Linked DNA regions of Mus musculus: region 1 is linked to region 2. The links are chromatin contacts, called in public Micro-C maps. All regions are on one chromosome and are shown on one strand. Each heading gives the region's core, a stretch centred on a gene start, on an enhancer-like site or on the middle of the called end of the contact. The rest is flanking DNA. Distances are from core to core; before and after follow the strand shown.

Region 1 (2,700 bases), core at 135-2,634, 49 kb after region 2:
ATATCTCCTTCCCATTACATGTAAAAAAGACAGTATCATTTACCCTTTGTGTATTGTGGCTATTGCTGCTTATCATGTGACTCTATGATGTATGAGAGATTGTTTGGGCCTGATAATGCTAGTCCGTTGGTCTTTATGGCTAGTATCATACTATCTTTCTTGAGACAGGGTCTATTTATGTAGCTTAGTCTCTGTCCTCCTGCCTCAGGCTCCCAATGCTATGATTTCAGACATGTGCTTCCATGCTTGGCTTCATACTGTTTTGATCATTAGAGTTTTGTGGTAATATTTTGAAATCAGGAAAGATGAGGTTCCCAGCCTTTGATTTCTCAAGACTGTTTTGCCCATTATGACTGAGCTTGCAAATGAATTGAAAGATGGAGGGAGAAGAGGAGAAAGAAGACCCTAGGCATTGGTGTTTTAGTAGGAATTCCATTGAGCCTGTGGGTTGCTTGGGTTAGTAGGAACGTTTACACTTCCTCTCACCTCTTGGGCCAGTCAGTATCTTTCCATATTTTGTGTGTCTTCAGTTTCTTTCAGCAATGTGTTATAACTTTTAGTGCATAAAAGTCATTGGCTATGTTTAGTATTATGTGTTGTTCAGGTTGGTGCTGTTACAGAGGCACTTTCGGCCTCTTCAGGGTGTTTATTTTAGTGTATCGAAATAAAACAGATATTTTTTTTTGCCTGCTAATTTTGTATCGAATTTTGCTAAAATTATTTTAGTTTTGTATGTGTGTGCAATTCTTGGGTTTTCTATGAGAATGATCATCTTATCTCTATAGAGGCAATTTTATTTTTAATTTTCACCTTTGGGTGCTTTTACCCCCCTCCCCCTTTTCTTTTTCTTGCCTGGTTGTAAGACAGGTAAGGACTATAGGCAGGTACTCCTTAAAGTGTTACTCAGTGAAAGCATGTCTTCAACAGTTTTTCAATAAATATCAGATTAATTCAAAGGCAGAGATGTGTACCAGGTAGGAGCTCCTTATGCCCACTCCATGTTAAAAACTAGTGAGGTTCAAGAATGCCAAAGGAAGGGGGAGTTGTTACCAAGAAAAATTTCTTCTGAAAACACAAAATAAGCCTTCAGTAACTCACAGTATCACCTCAGCTACCAAAGAAATCTGTTAAAAGAAAAGAAAAGCATTTGCTTGTAGTGGATTAAAAAGTCACTAAATCTGGAGGCCACACAGATGAGCAGTCAGTCCATATCAGCGTCCATGAGTTGATAAGGGCAAGAAGCATGACAGCATGCAGGCAGGCAGACATGCTGCTGCAGCTGAGTCCATCCAGCCGAAGGAGGAAGGAGACTGTATTACACTGGGTGGAGCTTGAGCATAGACCTCAAAGCCCGCCTCCACAGTGACACACTTCCTCCACAAGGCCACACCTCTTAATAGTGGCCTCCCACTCTCTATGGGCCAAGCATTTACACACTTGAGCTTCGGGGGCCATACGTATTCACACCACCACAGCATTCATATGTATCTGGGTGCTGTAGGCTTGTATGCCTATGTGTAGATGCATGCATGTGTCGGCTATACATACGGAGGTCAGAGGGTAACGTCTAGGGAGTTATTTCTTTCCTTAAATCCTATGGATTCTGGGGACTGAAGTCTGGTTGATGGCCTTGGCAGCAAGCGCTGTGACCACCTGAGTCATCTCACTGGCCTCATAAGCAGTTCTTCATGTAGGCATGATCATTTAAAAAGGATTTGATTTTGTTGCCCACTGATAAGTTTCTCTTGTCCCAGACTTGTGCTTTATTGCTGACTTAAACACTTGAAGTTCAAACTGTTACCAGTTGTTTGATTGGCATCCTTTCTCTCTACCTGGATAGAAATTTTGAGTAGGCTTGGAGAAACTTTTCTAGAGTTAGTGGTCCCTAGTCCTTGAGTGTTCAAGGCCCCAGAGCTCTATTTTACAACGTAGAGGGTTGTTATATCTCCAAGCCCTGAGTACTTGGGGTCTATTGCATCAGGCTTTAGAAGGCAGAAACCTAAGGCTGTGCTTATTGCTTTGGGCTTTAACTACCAGTGGCCTCAGTACTGGGCAGCTACTGTAGTCCTTGGCTCCCGGCTGCAATCGATGGTATGACTGGCAGCCGCAGGCATGCCTACTGGTGTTAAAGCTCCGGGGAGGGATGGAGTTGTGACCTGCTTTTTCTATAGTAGCTAGTGTTATACTTCTTGGATTTAGTGTGTCATGATTCTTAACATGGCCGCTTCCTGGGACGCTCTGGTGACTGGGCCCACAGTGTCCGTCTCGTCCGTCCTTCTTTACCTTTGGATTGCTAGTTTCTTCACCTTCCATCTACTTTCCCTGGGTTTCGTTGTTTGTGCTGAAAAAGTATAACATAAAAGCAAAATCCTCGGCCTTTAGGCCAAGGCTTGAGAATGTGACCTCTGTGGCTCAATGCTCCAAGGTATGCTAATCTTAAAACAGATAGCGACATTCCTCCACCCACCCGCTTTCTGGGTTCAAGTGTTCATTCAAAGAAAGTCACCCTGACCCACCCTGACCATTGCTGGAATCCGCTATGCAAATGTGCTATTGTTAGGGGCTCTTAGAAACTGTCTTGCGAAATAACCCCCACAATTACCAGGTATTACTTGTGACTCTTGTGACTTTGCACTTCCTTGTGACTCTTAACTGGTATTTTTGGTATTTTCCAACAATGCCCTCCCTACCTCCTTGAGT
Region 2 (2,700 bases), core at 126-2,625:
GAGGGAATTCCAGGACATCCAAGACTGTACAGAGAAACCCTATTTCTAAAAACAAAAACAAAACCCAACAAAAACCACTCCCCAAAACCCAAAACAAAACCAACCAACCAAACAAACAAACAACAATAAAAAACAACCCAACAACAACAAAACCCAGGCTTCTGAGTCAACTGTACCCAGGAAAAAAAGAAACATTAATTAATGTTCCTTTCGGGTTGTGTTTTGAAAGTGCATTAAATGCCTTCCTTATGCTTCAAAATTCCAGTTTAAGCCTAAAAATTGAGGCAATTAGGCAACAGAGAAAGAGATGATTAGCATTAAGGGGCATGCAACACTTGTACTTCCAGGCCACATAGGAAAGTACAGGTTACCATCAAGAGGAAGGAAGTTGTCAGCCTGGTAATGTTTCCCTGTCATGGAGAGCCAGTGAGAGGCTCCTCCATCCAGTGAATCCATCACGCCATAATCCCAACACTCAGAAAACTGAGGCAGGCAGATCTCGGTCTCTTATAACTAAATAAGCCTATTAGATAATAGTGACCCAGATAATTACATAATAGGAAGTCTCAGATTTCCTTTGAAATTGTCTACAGAATCAAGTATGGTGCTTGTTAGATAAGGCGTAGGAAGGCTTGAAGCTTTACCTTCCAAGTGTTTTATAACACTACATTATTTTATATTACTATACAAGACTAAAGGAAATCACACCGAATCTGGATGTCTTAGATACTTTTATTGTATTTTAAGGCACACTCTCGGATTAGAACACATTTTTGAGCAGAGCCAGGGTTTCTTCACGATTGCACAGAAACTGACTTAGCTACCCTTCCCCCTTTGTGGGACTGACACATCCACATCGCAGAAGCGGCGGGGCCAGCCTCACAAAACTCTGATATATTTAAATCTCATGGGGCAAAAGGAAAAGTCCCAGTTAACATCCACTTTCTCTGTAAACACTAAGAAATACAAACGACTTCCACTTGCAGCCAGGAGAGGGCAGAGCGAGGACTAACGGGGCCCGGGTACTGGCACAGCACCCCCTCCTGGCTGGATCCCGGAGGACACCGGGGCCGTAGAGAGCTCGCGGAACTCAACTGCGCACTGAAGCGCGTCACACGGACCGAGAATGGCGTGCGGACTAGTGATATTCCCGAAGCTTCCGCTTCCCGGAGGTCGTCCTGCTCACCCGAATTCCAAATGGCCCCCAGGAAGCTGGAAACTGCCGGCTCCAAACGATCCTTTCCTTTTCCCCAGAAGGACGCAGCGAGGATGCTCGCAGCTCAGCACCACCACGCCGACCCCAACTCCTGGCCGCCGCCTCGGCTCTGCGTTAGCGGCCATAGCATTTGGCTGACCCCGGAAGTGACGTTGAAGCTGTACGGGAACCGGCAGGAGCCTCGCTGATTGCTCGCTGAGTGTTGTGTCTCACGAATCACCTGTCGCCTGGTGCATAGATCATGCAGAAACAACCATATAAATAACTAACATAAGAGTACTGAAAGATGATTTGGGGAAGTAAATGAGACTAATTAAGTTTCTTTAGGATAAATTCATATTTTAGAGAAAAACAAATTATAGTAGATAAAAATATACATCAACTAAAACTGAAATATGAAAAGAAAAACTTGGGGAAATCAGCTGTAACAAGATTGACATCTTAAATCTTTGGACGGGTGGGTTTACTTTAAAAGTATTACTTTATTTCTACTAATGTGTGCATAATTTTAGAAACCCAATAGTACAAAACTGCCCAAGGACAGACACTATCCCTTTTAGCCCTGCTTCCAGAGACAGCTTTAACTCTTTGAAATGTTAGTTTTTATATTTCCACACATATATCTGAGTGTATACTTAATTTGTATCCTAAGTAATTGTCTTAGTGAGGGTTTCCGTTGCTGTGAAGAGACATTATGACCAAGGCAACTCTTATAAAGGACAACATTTAATTGGTGCTTGCTTGTAGGTCCAGAGGTTCAGTCCATTATAATCAATGCAGGAAGCATGGCAGCATCCAGGCAGTCGTGGCACTGGAGGAGGTAAGAGTTGTATATCTTGTTCTAAATTCAAACAGGAAAAGATTCAAACAGCAACTGGGAGAAGTATCTCAAAGCCCATCTCCCACAGCGACACACTTCCTCCAAAAAGGCCACAACCACTCCAACAAGGACACACCTCCCTGGGCCAAGCATATTTAAACTACCATAGTAATCCATTAGAAAGTTTCAGTATCCATTAGGTATGCTTAGCAAAGTCCTAAGTTTTGCCAATCAACGAATGTGCAAATGAATAGACAGTTTAAAACGAGAAACAAAAATAATAACTATTTTTAAAAGTGTTGACTATCTCCATTGAGGAATTGAGATGCCATCTGTACTGGCTGGTTTTGGGTGTCAACTTGACACAGGCTGGAGTTATCACAGAGAAAGGAGCTTCAGTTGGGGAAGTGACTCCATGAGATCCAGCTGTGGGGCATTTTCTCAGTTGGTGATCAAGGCATGAGGGCCCACCATGGGTGGTGTCATCTCTGGGCTGGTAGTCTTGGGTTCTATAAGAAAGCAACTTGAGCAAGCCAGTAAGAAAGATCCCTCCATGGCCTCTGCATCAGCTCCTGCTTCCTGACCTGCTTGAGTTCCTGTCCTGACTTCCTGTAGTGATGAACAGCAATTTGGAAGTGTAAGCTGAATAAACCCTTTCCTCCCC

The links. A called contact is a pair of places that touch in the nucleus more often than the background predicts.
Region 1: a contact with region 2 is called in a Micro-C map of embryonic stem cells, with 3 times the contacts expected there. The contact joins the enhancer-like site here to the promoter of Nudt15 in region 2. A contact is called at or near these places in 2 of 484 Hi-C or Micro-C datasets (embryonic stem cells and liver), 1 of 115 datasets of contacts at active chromatin or transcription factors (embryonic stem cells) and 2 of 9 other capture datasets (liver and pancreatic islet).

Annotation. Positions count from the first base shown.
Region 1 is chr14:73,572,932-73,575,631 of GRCm38.p6, forward strand. All of the region lies in intron 4 of Sucla2 (succinate-Coenzyme A ligase, ADP-forming, beta subunit), which reads left to right. Among named protein-coding and RNA genes, the nearest start is that of Sucla2, 21 kb to the left of the region's middle. Within about 2 kb of position 1,385, at least 16 of the 459 cell types and tissues checked have an H3K27ac peak or open chromatin away from gene starts, as enhancers often do. A contact at or near this core is called in embryonic stem cells, where this site is marked.
Region 2 is chr14:73,523,874-73,526,573 of GRCm38.p6, forward strand. It overlaps Nudt15 (nudix (nucleoside diphosphate linked moiety X)-type motif 15), which reads right to left and starts at 1,376. Exons shown (of 3, transcript NM_001360484.1): 1 at 1,187-1,376. The coding sequence starts at 1,341. Gm41209 (a long non-coding RNA gene) reads left to right here and starts at 1,429. Exons shown (of 3, transcript XR_874819.2): 1 at 1,429-1,673; 2 at 1,964-2,036.